2 separate regions of the Triticum aestivum genome follow, and region 2 is linked to region 1. Evidence: chromatin contacts called from public Hi-C data. All regions are on one chromosome and are shown on one strand. Each heading gives the region's core, a stretch centred on a gene start, on an enhancer-like site or on the middle of the called end of the contact. The rest is flanking DNA. Distances are from core to core; before and after follow the strand shown. Region 1 holds the start of LOC123092720. Region 2 holds the start of LOC123092721 (protein CHAPERONE-LIKE PROTEIN OF POR1, chloroplastic).

Region 1 (7,566 bases), core at 2,736-5,235:
AGCAGCAAATGAAGGAGTCTGGATGAAGGAGTTCATTACCGATCTAGGTGTCATACCTAGTGCATCGGGACCAATGAAGATCTTCTGTGACAATACTGGTGCAATTGCTTTGGCAAAGGAATCCAGATTTCACAAGAGGACCAAGCACATCAAGAGACGCTTCAATTCCATTCGGGACCAAGTCCAAGTGGGAGACATAGAGATTTGCAAAATACATACGGATCTGAATGTTGCAGACCCGTTGACTAAGCCTCTCTCACGAGCAAAACATGATCAACACCAAGACTCCATGGGGGTTAGAATCATTACTATGTAATCTAGATTATTGACTCTAGTGCAAGTGGGAGACTGAAGGAAATATGCCCTAGAGGCAATATTAAAGTTATTATTTATTTCCTCATATCATGATAAATGTTTATTATTCATGATAGAATTGTATTAACCAGAAACATGATACATGTATGAATACATAGACAAACATATAGTCACTAGTATGCCTCTACTTGACTAGCTCATTAATCAAAGATGGTTATGTTTCCTAACCATAGACATGTGTTGTCATTTGATTAATGGGATCACATCATTAGAAGAATGATGTGATTGACATGACCCATTCCGTTAGCCTAGCACTTGATCGTTTAGTATACTGCTATTGCTTTCTTCATGACTTATACATGTTCCTGTAACTATGAGAAATATGCAACTCCCGTTTACCGGAGGAACACTTTGGGTACTACCAAACGTCACAACGTAACTGGGTGATTATAAAGGAGTACTACAGGTGTCTCCGAAGGTACATGTTGAGTTGGCGTATTTCGAGATTAGGTTTTGTCACTCCGACTGTCGGAGAGGTATCTCTGGGCCCTCTCGGTAATGCACATCATTATAAGCCTTGCAAGCAATGTGACCAAATGAGTTGGTTACGGGATGATGCATTACGGAACGAGTAAAGAGACTTGCCGGTAACGAGATTGAACTAGGTATTGGATACCGACGATCAAATCTCGGGCAAGTAACATACCGATGACAAAGGGAACAACGTATATTGTTATGCGGTTTGACCGATAAAGATCTTCGTAGAATATGTAGGAACCAATATGGGCATCCAGGTCCCGCTATTGGTAATTGACCGAGAATGGTTCTAGGTCATGTCTACATAGTTCTCGAACCCGTAGGGTCCGCACGCTTAACGTTACGATGACAGTTTTATTATGAGTTTATAAGTTTTGATGTACCGAAGTTTGTTCGGAGTCCCGGATGTGATCACGGACATGACGAGGAGTCTCGAAATGGTCGAGACATAAAGATTGATATATTGGAAGCCTATGTTTGGACATCGGAAAGGTTCCGGGTGAAATCGGGATTTTACCGGAACACCGTGGGGTTACCGGAACCCTCCCGGGGGTTAATGGGCCTTAGTGGGCCATGATGGAGAAGAGGAGGGCCGGACAGGGCAGGCCGCGCGCCCCCTCCCCCCTAGTCCGAATAGGACAAGGAAGGGGGGGGGGCGGCGCCCCCCTTTCCTCTTTCCCCTCCCCCCTTTCCTTCTCCACCAAGGCAAGAGGGGGGAGTCCTACTCCCGGTGGGAGTAGGACTCCTCCAGGCGCACCCCAAGGGGGCCGGCCGCACCTCCCCCTTCCTCCTTTATATACGGGGGCAGGGGGGCACCCCATAACACACAAGTTGATCTATGGATCGTTCCTTAGCCGTGTGCGGTGCCCCCTCCACCATATCCCACCTCGGTCATATCGTCGCGGAGTTTAGGCGAAGCCCTGCGCCGGTAGAGCATCATCATCATCACCACGCCGTCGTGCTGACGGAACTCATCCCCGAAACTTTGCTGGATCGGAGCCCGGGGATCGTCATCGAGCTGAACGTGTGCTGAACTCGGAGGTGCCGTACGTTCGGTGCTTGGATCGGTCGGATCATGAAGACGTACGACTATATCAACCGCGTTGTCATAACGCTTCCGCTTACGGTCTACGAGGGTACGTGGACGGACATTCTCCCCTCTCGTTGCTATGCCATCACCATGATCTTGCGTGTACGTAGGAAATTTTTTTGAAATTACTACATTCCCCAACAATATATACCGTCTCAGGGAGAAAAAAATCAGGGAGAAAGTTTCATCGTGTTTCACAACACGGAGCCGCCGCCAAGCCCTAATCTCTCTCGGGAGGGCTGATCTGGAGTCCCTTCGGGGCTTCAGAGAGGGGGATTCGTCGTCGTCGTCATCATTAACCATCCTCCATCACCAATTTCATAATGCTCACCGCCGTGCGTGAGTAATTCCATCGTAGGCTTGCTGGACGGTGATGGGTTGGATGAGATTTACCATGTAATCAAGTTAGTTTGTTAGGGTTTGATCCCTAGTATCCACTATGTTCTGAGATTGATGTTGCTATGACTTTGCTATGCTTAATGCTTATCACGAGGGCCCGAGTGCCATGATTTCAGATCTGAACCTATTATGTTTTCTTGAATATATGTGTGTTCTTGATCCTATCTTGCAAGTCTATAGTCACCTATTATGTGTTATGATCCGACAACCCTGAAGTGACAATAATCAGGATACTTCTCGGTGATGACCGTAGTTTGAGGAGTTCATGTATTCACTATGTGTTAATGCTTTGGTCTGATTCTCTATTAAAAGGAGGCCTTAATATCCCTTAGTTTCCACTAGGACCCCGCTGTCATGGGAGGGTAGGACAAAAGATGTCATCCAAGTTATTTTCCATAAGCATGTATGACTATTTACGGAATACATGCCTACATTACATTGATGAATTGGAACTAGTTCTGTGTCACCCTATATTATAACTATTGCATGAGGAATCGCATCCGGCATAATTATCCATCACTGATCCATTGCCTACGAGCTTTTCACATATTATTCTTCGCTTATTTACTTTTCCGTTGCTACTGTTACAACTACTACAAAAACCCAAAAACATTTACCTTTTCTGTTGCTACTGTTACCATTACTATCATACCACTCTTGCTACTAAATACTTTGCTGCAGATACTAAGTTATCCAGGTGTGGTTGAATTGACAACTCAACTGCTAATACTCAAGAATATTATTTGGCTCCCCTTGTGTCGAATCAATAAATTTGGGTTGTACTTCACCCTCGAAAGTTGTTGCGATCCCCTACACTTGTGGGTTATCAGCCTCCCACTCGTGGAGCGAGCGGCGGCCGAAGCCGTTGGCCGCCGCTGCGTCGTCGGGGAATCGCGCGGCCATCAGATGGGCTTGGGAGAGAGGAGAGAGCTCGGCGGAGGTCGGCGGGCGGCTGTGGGCTGGTGTGGCCAGAGGCGAGGGGGAGGCATTGGTTTTATAGCCCCGCGTCGTGTGTACATGTGGCGGGAGGGGAGGCGTCGCCGCGCCGCCCGTGATGAGGAATCAATGGCAAAGGTGACCGGCGGCATCTTTGCCATTGATTTCACGCGGGAAACCGAGGCGTTTCGAGGACGACGAGGCACGCGTCGCTGACTCGGCGGGCCTGCGGCTCTTTCGCGCCAAAATCGCTCGCCCCGGCGTCCCCGGACGCCCTCCAGCGCGCCGGGTTCGGTCTGGGTCCGCCGGCGCTAATTTCGGCTCAACCCGGTGAAAAACGTGCTCCTATGGACACGACCGGACCATTCTTTCAGCGCCGGCGCGAAAAATCGACTGAGGGGCTGTGTTGGGGGCGCGGCTGGAAATGCTCCGACAGGGACGCTGCAGCGACGCTCATCCAATCCCTCACCGGCGCAAACAGCCCAAGAAATGTCTCCCTGGTAGTGGGTCCCCGCCCCCACGTAAGCATCACGGCCCGCCTCACCGTGAGTTATTTATCCACTTGGACGGTTGGGCCGTTGGGCGGCCGGATACGCAGGAACATCTCGAGATCCCCGCCCTCCGCCACTCCCGCGCGCTCGACTCTCCGCCGTCCGTTTCGCCCTCCGAAGATCCGGCCTCATCCACCACCACCACCACCTTCGCCGCCGTCTCCCTCCCTCCCTCCCTCCCCCACTCGCGTCCCGGCCGCCTCCTTTCTTTAATCAAAAAATTCTTCCCGAATTCTCATCCATCCCCACTAATTCCACCGGTGATCCCTTTCCCTAATGCTAACGATGAGCAGTCGCCGCGACTTCTCCACGCCTAACCCCTCTCCTCCCTTCCGCGCTTCTTCTTCCTCTCCTTCTCCTTCCTGGCGTTCCGTACTGATTTGGTCGTCGCGCCTGGGTTCGATTTGACCGCCCCCACCACCTGTCGTATCCACCCGTGCAGCCGCTCGGGCTGTTCGTTTCTTGGTTCCTCGCTCATCGGTTTTCTTGCGCTGGTTTAGGGATTATCGGGAGCAATACTTGTCCAGGTGCGTGCCGAGTTCCTCCACATAAAAAGGCTTTCTGTTTTTTACTTTTATTCTGATGTTGCTGTTCTAGTTCTGGAGCGATGTTGCTTTTCTGCTTATCTGGGCTGAAGCTAATCGCTTTCTTGCTTTATGCGTGATATGTACCTGCGTTTCATGCATGCCTATAAGTGGAAATTTCTGGTGCCGCGCATGGACTCAATCATTAGAACAGTTTTGAGTGTTCGATCAGTTCCGTGTTTGTCCATAAGAACTTTGGCGCGGCGGCTGTGCCGGAGGATCACGTCCTATTTTGGCTTGTGTACCAGAGTAAGGTTCATATTAGACAGTTACTAGTGCGGGTCCTTGTTAGCGCTGTCATCAATGAAAGTAAACAGTCAATAGTACAAAGTTCCATAAAAGGAGAAAAGGGGCTCAAAAACTCCAAGGAATAGAAGGAGAAAAATGGTGCCAAGGCTGTCTTTTTACCTGTGATAAGTTTCCTAGACAAGTCTACCAGAAGTCATACTCAACTTAGAACCATGTGGCTTAAACTGAAACCGTTTAACAGAAACTTTGAATACCTAACTCGGTTTTTTAATAAGCGACTGACATTTATGACAAAGTATTCAAATTCTGAATGGTAAAAGTATACTCCTTCCGGTTCAAATTAATTGACAGTGTTAATACATGTTATAGGCTGATTATATAGAGCTTGCGTCAATTAATTTGGATCGGAGGGAGTACTACTTTTTGCAATTATTAGGAAAATTTTGCTTGGTATTCAAATTCAAATTCTGAGAGTGCAACGAAGTGCTTCAGCTTACCTATGCAACATTGCATCATCAAGATGTCTTAAGAGTAGTCATGATGTGGAGTAGCTCTTTGAAATGGGCTAATGCTCTAGCCCCACACGTTTTCTGAATGATTATCACATTATGGTAGCAATGAACTCAGTCACCTGATCCTGTGGTTAACTCTGATTAAAAGATGCCTGGCTTCTGTTCTTGTACTTCCTAGATGACTTTTTTGATACCTTTCACTTAGCCCTATTTGCTTACTGGTGTTTGAACAAAGTTGTCAGAGATGTTGAGTCATTTACATCTTTCCTTATCAAGATACAATGACAATCCTGCTTGCTGCACTATGTGATTATATCATCTAACTTTAGATCATTATACAGTTCTGCACTCTGCGTACCATGTGAACAAGTTTGAAGGTAGGGCCATAGCTGGACTGCCGTGGAGCACAATGATCTTTACTAAGATGCCACATTGGGGATTTTCAAATATATAGAAAAGACAAGCTGAAGAAAATCGACATAGATTTGTGACGGCCAATACTGGTTATGGAAGGTGCATTAATCAGAAGAATTTGAGTCAAAGCGAGACAATGACCAAAATCATGCTTTAACCGGACTTCACAGAGCCTTTACTGCTATGGAGATTTCATCAAATGAACCATCAGAAGTAGAAAATATAATTGGACATGAAGATGATACAGAATTAACACCTCGCGAAGGTATGGAATTTGAGTCTGAAGATGCTGCAAGGGAATTTTACAGCTTGTATGCAAGACATGCAGGTTTTCGAATTCGGATTAGCAGGTATACCCGCTCCAGACGTGATAATTCAATCATTTCTCGTCGTATTGTATGCTCAAAGGAGGGATTTCATGAAACGCGTAACTGTGAAGGCCTCCACCCTGACCAAAAACAGCAAGAGCGGACAGGTACTAGAGTTGGTTGCAAGGCTATGATAATGATAAAAAAAATTGGTCCTGGCAAATGGGTAGTTACTAAATTTGTAAAAACCCATAATCATGGATCAGTTCCACCAAGAAAACTTGATATTAGGTCAGCACATCAGGATCTTAATCCAATTGAAAAGCCACATTCTACTGAGGTAAACCCTGTTGACGAGCCGGTTGAGGGTATGGAATTTGATTCTGAAGAAGCCGCAAAATTGTTCTATATAAATTATGCGAGGCTAAATGGTTTTCGTGCACGTATTAGCAGGTATTGCCGTTCAAGGCGTGATAATTCAATCATTTCTCGTCAGATTGTGTGCTCCAAAGAAGGCTTCCGTGAAGTTCGAGCCAAGAAAGAGATCACAGACGAAGGAAAAACGAAGCGCCCAAGAATGATAACTAGAGTTGGTTGCAAAGCTATGATTGTAGTGAAAAAGATGAACTCTGGAAAATGGATGGTGTCTAAATTTGAGAAGGAGCATAATCATTCGTTATTATCTTCTAAACAGGCCCCTAGTACATCGAACATTACTTCTGGAGAAAATGCTGAATCTGCTGCAAAGAGTTCAGATCCTGATGAAGCGAAGGTTGAGGAATATAGTGCAGGGATTCAATGTAATTCTACAGATTCACTCACTGTACTTTACAACAAATTATGTCAGGAGGCTATAAAATTTGCAAAAGAGGGATCAGTCACAGAAGAAATTTACCATGTGGCGATGTCTGCCTTGAAGGAGGCGGCAGAGAAGGTTGCTCAAGTCAAAAGTTGTCATCCAATAATGCCGCACCGTGGAGTTTCTGGTAGTGAAAGTAAACATAAGGTCGTACAGATGAAAACTATGAGTGCTTCGCAATGTTCAGATGTGGCCAAACAGAAAACAATACCTTCGCAGCTCACGATGTTTCAAGAGTCTACCTCCAAACTAATGTTCATTCCTACCAACCTGTTGACTGATTCAGGCTTAGCTAATTCTGATAACAATCATCCTTCATCATGTGCTTTCACCTCAAGTGGTAAATACACCATGTATAAGATGCTATCAATTCATCCAGTAACTTATTGCTTATGAACTCTTCTGTTTATAACAACTGTTGCATGTTCTATCAACAGGGAGACAAGGCAGGCATGGATCAGAATGTTCTTATTTGCATGCTGAGAACAGAAAGGAGGGCTGTCCTGAGAAATATCAGGTTACCCTGCCAACCTCCTCATCTGTTTCAGAGATATTCTCCACAGCATTTGATATTTCTTATTGGGTTACAAGGTTCTTATTTTTAGTTTTAATTGCAGAATAGCACTTCGAGTCGGGCAACACAGGGAAATCATTCAACCTACCATGGACATTCTGAAGAAACTACAGTTGCTATTCCTGCTATACCTCTGACGCTATACATGCCTTTGTCGAGGAATTCACCTGGAGCTTCTGCTGGTTAGATTCCATTTTCTTGTACTGATTACGGAATAAATATTTATAACTTTATGTTC
Region 2 (7,566 bases), core at 2,570-5,069, 360 kb before region 1:
AAATAACAGAGCAGACTTAGCATCAGCAACTGATCATACCAATTCATTTCTCGAAACCAGACCCTACGTCCTCTGTAAATCTCAAAAGAGCATCAATGATTCACTTGACTAGTTGTGACTAGCACCTGAACTCGATCTACTCGGCTAGCAGCAGAAAAACGCATTCTGAATTTTGGATGCCTACTCCTAGTCCATGGATTTCTAATATGCAAATGTGTTGTTCAGTCCTACTCCTAGTTCACATCTGATCTGCAAACATGTTTCTAGAGCAATATAGTATTTGTAGCACATATGGTCAACAGCTAGCGAATGGCCCCCAGTACTCAACCTTAAAACTCATTAAAAAAATTTAGCAGACTATACCTACAGTGTTAATAATCACAAAGCACCAATAAGAGAAAATGACAATCTAATAGAGACTACAAAACTCTACCTGACTGAAATAAAATGTGGAGCCCAACACTGTTGCATTCTGCTTCGTAATCTTTATTACTAGGCTATAAATGATAAGCTTTAAAACAATCCAGCATTAATCAAATAACTCCTATAAACACATGCTGCATCCATCACACTGATCGATGTCTATCAAAGTAATGATCACATATAGCACCAAGAACAAAAAAATAACAATCTAAGCAATTTGTGGAACTCTATTTACTGGCACCACTATCAGGAGATAGATATTTGTCCTGGCGGTGAAGATAGCAATTAACTAACAGTGGCCACCATGAAGCTTTGAGATTTGGTTATCTGGCTCCAGTATCATGTTCGGATTTGGAATGTGCACAAAATGTCTATATGCTGATTCAGAGCATCATAGCTCAAAGCAAACACTAGTACTGTACATAACTAATCAACTACTAAGCAGTTATATCCTTAACAACCCAAAGGTAGAAACAAAACAATGGAAGGGGAAGAAAGTATACCCATAAAAGAATGATTTCCATCCACTTTTAAGCCGCTGATAAAGGAAATAGATATTTGCCGCACAAGAGATTAAGACCTGGAGAGTTGGACCTTCTTCAGTAGGGAAAACAAGGGTAAGCACTCCAAGCAAGACAAAAGTAATCGCTGTCTTCCAAATAAATTTGTTAGATGGCGTGTAAAATCTGCCCTGAACAGCCTTGACTGGACGTGACTGACTAAGTTCCCTAAATTTTTTCTTGAGATCCACTTTTGGTTTTTTTCTATCAAAGAAACTCTGCATGATGATTTTGTCATGCGCAGACTCAATTGCATCAACACTTGGCTTATGCCCTGCATACTTGCTTATGAGAAAGTTCCTGGCAGCTCGAATTTCTTCTTCAGATGCTTCCTTGCTGATTCCAAGCCGTTGATACGGATCCTTCACATGGATTCTAGGAAAAATGGCTGAAGAACAAAGCAGTTAAAAAGAATTCTAGAGGTTAATCATGAAAGAATTCTAGAGGTTAAGCAGTATAAAGGTGTACTAAAGCAGCGACAAGTAATATGGATCGGAGGGAGTAGTTCAATCAACAGAATCAATATAAATATCAGCAGATTTGATTTTTCATACAATAAGCATAGAAAAGAAAATGAGTTAATGACTGATGTGGGTGATTTTAGCACTACTGATCTCTCTTAGCATGCATGTGATGATGTACATGTGTAACATGTCCCAAAGAGATACCCTGGCCAACAATGTCATTTGATGCCTACATGTTACCATAATACCGTCTAAGATCAATCATGCATGAAAAGCAAAGTGGTAATCTGAGATGCACACGAGTCAGTTGTTCCTTATTAGTTCTACTTCAGTATTACTATAATTGAATACAACGAGAAATAACTAATAACATCTAAAGACACTATCATGTGATGTTTTTGTTGTCATATACATACGCAGCTATAAACTTACGATTTGAAGAGTCCGCCATGTCACCAAAGGATGCAGATGCAAATGGTGATATTCTGGAACATCGCTGTGTAATGGAAGGAGCATTATATTTTGTGTATCTGCATTGAAGGGCTGTAGTAAGGCTTCTTGTCACATTGTAAACTAGATTAATTCTTTGATGGTGAGGTCAGAAGAAGTATAAGTATTATACCTATCAACATTGACAAAAAGTTTTACATTTTCCTTACGCCCCCTGTTGAATCCCAATGAAGAGACGAGTCCCAGGGGTGCACTTGACGCCCTCGGAGTAAGTGGAGATCGAGTAGCCCTCAAGGGATTGCTTGCTAGACCATGCGCCAACATCTCAAGATATAGCTGAACAACCTGAACCAAGGATATTTCACCCTCCTAGGCAAAACAAATAACAGGACATACAAAATTAGTAAAGAAAACAGGAGAAGGAGAAGTACAATAACAATATGAGTCAGCACTTTGATGCTTGCTCCGAAACAAATCAACGCCACAAGCAGTGATTTAAACGGCCAGTTATTTTTTCGGACATAAACGCTATGTGATTGAATTAAAATCCATGATCACAGCTGCAACCATTAAAGCCACTATACTGATCACTATAATTCTGCTATTTTGTAGTCCCGCACTCCCGCTATATCCAATATGCTACATGTGTCACTTCAGTTAAATTTGAATCATCTCTAGGGTATCCTTTGTGATGTTCTTCGTAAGCATAATCTCTATACTTGAACTAAACTACTTTGTCCTGTATAGACAATAAATTAACATTAAGTAAACATGAAACCAACCCCGAATTGGCATTAAGTAAACACGAAATACTTCTGTTCTACAGAGGTTACCACCCAAAATTGATGCTCAGTTGTTATACATTTTAAGCACCAGAATATGCAAACAGTGGAATAAGTAGGCAATAAAACATCAAGCAAGCAGCGGTAAACGAACCATCGAAGCTAACGAATCAAGGATTCCGACAAACCTAAAACATAAGAACACAAGGCACACCGTCCCACTAGAATTTTCTGCATAAACAGTTCTGCAAGTTTGTGAAATCAACATAGAGAGACTAAGAAAGTACATCTCCACGATTCGTGTGGCACACAAATCATTTACTCTCCTAGACAAAGCAGCTGACTGCACTTAAAGCAACAGCAATACCGCAGCTAACCTAAAGCATTGGACCCGCGATAACTGGACGGCGCAGCTGCCACACAGCAAGCAGCAGGCCTGTCAACGAGCAGAACCCAAGCGAGCCGGGGTGGGGGCTTGGTGCGAGCCTCGGGACAGGCCAGATATGGACTTGGCCAAAGTTGAGCTTGACAGAGCACCGTAGCAGATGGCAACATAATTTTTGGCAATGGAATTAAAGCAAAGTGGATTCAACTATTAAAATTCTACAGTCAAGCCAATCTGCAGCGAAATCGGACCATAGCATCCATTCAGTGAGGGAGGACGAGATCCTCGGTGGCGTCGCCGGCCTGGGTGAAGGAAATCGAGGCAATACAGGGGCAGGGGCAGTAGCGTCCCGCGGCCTTGCCTCGTAGGAAGGGACTGCGACAGCAAGGGCAACCGGCGGCCCAGTGGCGGACGTCCTCGTCGAAGACGTCAATAGGGTGGTGCCATGGAGGCAAACACGGGGGCGGCAGGAAGATAGGCGGCGGCGGCGGAAACTTGAGAAGACAACGGCTAGGGTTAGAAATTGTTGCCGTCAACGGTCTTCCTCTGATTTCGTGCATCTCGGCGTTTGATGACGGCGTCGCACGGGAAACGGCGAAACGGTGGGGGAGGGAGGCGAGGCGAGGACCTTACCGACGAGGTGAGCAGTGCGTCCGGCGGACGGGGAGCGGCGTCGGAGGAGGCCGCCTCCTTGGATAAGGTGGCGGAGCAGACGGTGGGGGTGGTGGGGGAACGCAAGGTACGGGGGCCGGGGGGGAGAGATGGATACCATGGCCGAACTCGGCGGACCAGCGGGCCGGAAACGAAGGGGAAGACCACACTGGGCCTTCTCACACTTTTTCTTTTGCCAAACTGAAACGGGCGCGACGATTCCCCGTAATGGGCCAGGCCCAGCGCGCAGGAACACGGTTTTATTTTCTTTACGAGCAGAGGTCCTATACGACGGGAGCAACTAATTAACGAGCACTCCTTCGGGAGCTCGCAACAATCAGCGCCACTTGGCGCGTTCTCAGCTATTCGCCACGTGTCGCGCTCTGGACGCTCCCTCAAGATTTTTTTTTATTTTTCCGCACGCGGTTTCAGCTTTTTAAACGTTTTTGTTTTGTTTTTTTTTGACGTTTTGGTTTTCCATCGGTCTTTCCTAGCTTTTCGACAAAAAAAATCGAAAAAAATAATTTTTTTGCGCAAAAAAATTGGATTTTTTCGTGAGAGTCACGGTTTGTTTTTGCGAGAGGCATAGTTGTGCTTTCGCGAGAGGCACGGCTGTGCCTCTTGGAAACGGAAAAAAATATGTTTTCTGTTTCTTTTTCTTTTGCGAGAGGCACGATTTTGTTTCCGCGAGAGGTACGGTTGCGCTTTCGCGAGAGTCACGGCCGTGCCTCCTCGGAAACGGAAAAAAAACACGTTTTCTGGTTTTTTTTCTTCCGCGAGAGGCACGGTTTTGCTTCCGCGAGAGGCGCGGTTGTGCTTTCGCGAGAGGCGCGGTTGTGCCTCTTTCGAAAAGTAAAAAAAACATGTTTTCTGTTATTTTTTCTTTCGCGAGAGGCACAGTTTTGCTTCCGCGAGACGCACGGTTGTGCTTTTGCGAGAGGCACGGGCGTGTCTCTTTCGAAAAGGGAAAAAACGCGTTTTCTGTTTTTTATTCTTTCGCGAGAGGCACAGTTTTGCTTCCGCGAGAGGCACGGTTGTGCTTTCGCGAGAGGCACGGGCGTGCCTCTTTCGAAAAGGAAAAAAAACTTGTTTTCTTTTTTTTTCACGAGAGGCATGGTTTTGCTTCCGCGAGAGGCACGATTGTGATTTCGTCAGAGGCACGGACGTGCCTCTTTCGAAAAGAGAAAAAACCCGTGTTTCCGGTTCGGTTTTTTCGTTGGGTTTTTTCGTCCGATTTTTTCGTGAAAAATAGTTCGTCAAAACCTATCAACATGGATCTAATTTTGAAGATCTCGACGCGAGGAATCCAACGACGAAAGCGGTTCGAGATTTGGACGCACATTTTAAAAGATAAAACGTTTTGAATAAATGAATCTATGAAAAAAGAAAAAACACCCAGGTTGCAATAAGTGGCGCACATGCAGTGCACCACTTGTCGCAACCTGAAAAAGTTGAAGTAATCTCTGCAAGGAGTACTCCTTAATTAGTGATTTCGCTATACGGCGCCTTATGCGTCCGTAGACGCAACCGGCGCCTACACTGCAGCACGCTAGTGGGCCGGCCCATAAAACACGCAGGGCAGTGAAAATTGTACTTATGGCGTGAAAAACAGGGAGCTCCTATACAGCGCCTGCAGGCGCCCGTTAACGATCCGGCGCCTGCAGCGCTGCTAGCATGGGCCGGCCCACTAGCTTGCTGCCCTAAGTTTTTTTTAGTTTTCTTTACGAAAATAAAAATATGAAATGAAGAAAGGTTTACAGATTTAAAGAAAAAAGTTCATCCATTTGAAAAAATATGTTCATATCTTTAAAAAAGGTTCATAAATTTTTCAAAAGTTCATCAATTTGAAAAAAAGTTCATTCGAATTGAAAAAAAATGTTCATCCAATTTATCAAAAGTTCATTCAATTTGAAAAAAGTTCATAGGAATTGAAAAAAGTTCATGGAACTGGAAAAAAAGTTCATAAATAGAAAAAAGTTCATCCATTTTCAAGACAAATGTTCATTAAATTTCGAAAAAGTTCATCAATATTCAAAAAAGTTCATCAATCTAAAAGAAGTTTACGGAATTTTCAAAAAAAAAGATCATCAACCGGCGCCTATATGGGCCGGTCCATTTACGGACGCCACAGGGCCAGTTAACAAATGCACTTTAACTGGCGCCTATGGCGCCAAATAGGAAATGCTTGAAAAACAACCCCAAAAAACGTCACTCTCTTGAGGAATCGAACCTGCGCCGGTTACCTTCAGTGCATGGCTGGCTAACCACTCCACCTACTAAGCCCTCGCGAAATATTAAAACCCGGAATCTTTAAGAATTAACTTACCCACGCTATTTAGAAAAATGGGATTTCTTCTGAAAAGAAATGTGAACAAAACTTGAATGTTCACAGATTTTAAAAACATCACGAATTAGGATACAATTCATTTATTTAAAATGTTCATTAAAATTGAAAATTCATCAATTTTCAAAAAAGTATAAAATTTTGAAAAAAAAAGTTCATCGACTCTGAAAAAAGTTCACAGATTTTGAAGAAACGTTTATCGACTTGAAAAAAAGTTCATGGATTTCAAAACAAAGTTAATACCGTTTTTGCATCAATTTTGAAAATAAGTTCAAAAATTTAGGAAAAACTTCACGAATTTGAAAAAGGAAATCATTGATTTCGAAAAAATAAAATCATTGATTTTGAAAAAAGTTCATCAAATTTGAAAAAGATCACCTAATTTGAAAAGAGTTCATCAAATTTGAAAAAGATCGTCAATTTTGAAAAAAATTCATCGAATTTGAAAAAAGTTCATCGATTTCGGAAAAAAATCACACAACATAAAAAAAGTTCATCAATTTTGAGAAAAAGTTCATCGTTCTTTGAAAAAGAAATTTAAAGAAAAGGGAAAGGAGAAGGAAAAGAACCAAACAAAAATATCAAGAAGAGATAAAAATGGAAAATTCCGGGAACTGCATAAAGAATAAGAGGCGGAAAATGGAGTAACTAGTCAGAAGGGATGAGGTAGTCGAAGTGGTTACAGTCATTCCCCACGACAAAAGCGGTCTCGAGTTCGAATCCTCTAGTCAGCTAGGATTCGGGTGAGAGCAACTAATTAACGGGCGCTTCTTTGGGAGCCTCGCAACGATCAGCGCCACTTGGCGCGCTCCCAGCCGCCCCGCCAAGTGTCGCGCTCTGGATGCTCCCTTCAAATTTTTTTTTATTTTTCCGCACGTGTTTTCAGCTTTTTGAACGGTTTATTTTTCGGGGGTTTTCGACGTTTCGGTTTTCCACCGGTCTTCCTAAAATTTTGAATCAATTCTTTTTGCGAAAAAACGTGTTTTCTTTTTTTTTCTTTAGCGAGAGTCACGATTTTGATTCCGCGAGAGGCACGGTTTTGCTATCGCGGGAGTCACGACCGTGCTTCTCGAAAACGAAAAAAAATGCGTTTTTTTTTCAAGAGAGGCATGGTTTTGCTTCTGAGAGAGGCACGTTGTGCTTTCGCGAGAGTCACCTCCTTGCCTCTCGGAAATGAAAAAACGCGTTTTCTGTTCTTTTTTCCTTGCGAGAGTCACGGTTTTGCTTCCGCGAGAGGCATTGTTGTGCTTTCGGGAGAGTCACAGCCGTCCCTCTCATAAACGGAAAAAATGTGTTTTCTGTTTTTTTTTCTTTCGCGATAGTTACGGTTTTGCTTCCCGAGAGGCACGGTTGTGCTTTTGTGAGAGTCATGGCCGTGCCTCCCTTGAAAATGAAAAAACGTGTTTTCTCTTCTTCTTTTTTTTCTTCCGCGAGAGTCATGATTTTGCTTCCACGAGAGGCACACGGTTGTGATTTCGTGAGAGGCTCTCGTGGAAGCAAAAAACGA

The links. A called contact is a pair of places that touch in the nucleus more often than the background predicts.
Region 2: a contact with region 1 is called in a Hi-C map of leaf, with 6 times the contacts expected there. The contact joins the promoter of LOC123092721 here to the promoter of LOC123092720 in region 1. A contact is called at or near these places in 3 of 5 Hi-C or Micro-C datasets (all in leaf).

The regions. Positions count from the first base shown.
Region 1 is chr4B:462,494,937-462,502,502 of IWGSC CS RefSeq v2.1, reverse strand. It overlaps LOC123092720, which reads left to right and starts at 3,985. Exons shown (of 5, transcript XM_044514541.1): 1 at 3,985-4,355; 2 at 5,515-7,094; 3 at 7,192-7,271; 4 at 7,372-7,510. The coding sequence starts at 5,771.
Region 2 is chr4B:462,852,605-462,860,170 of IWGSC CS RefSeq v2.1, reverse strand. It overlaps LOC123092721 (protein CHAPERONE-LIKE PROTEIN OF POR1, chloroplastic), which reads right to left and starts at 3,819. Exons shown (of 5, transcript XM_044514543.1): 1 at 3,698-3,819; 2 at 2,070-2,266; 3 at 1,880-1,977; 4 at 927-1,371. The coding sequence starts at 2,221.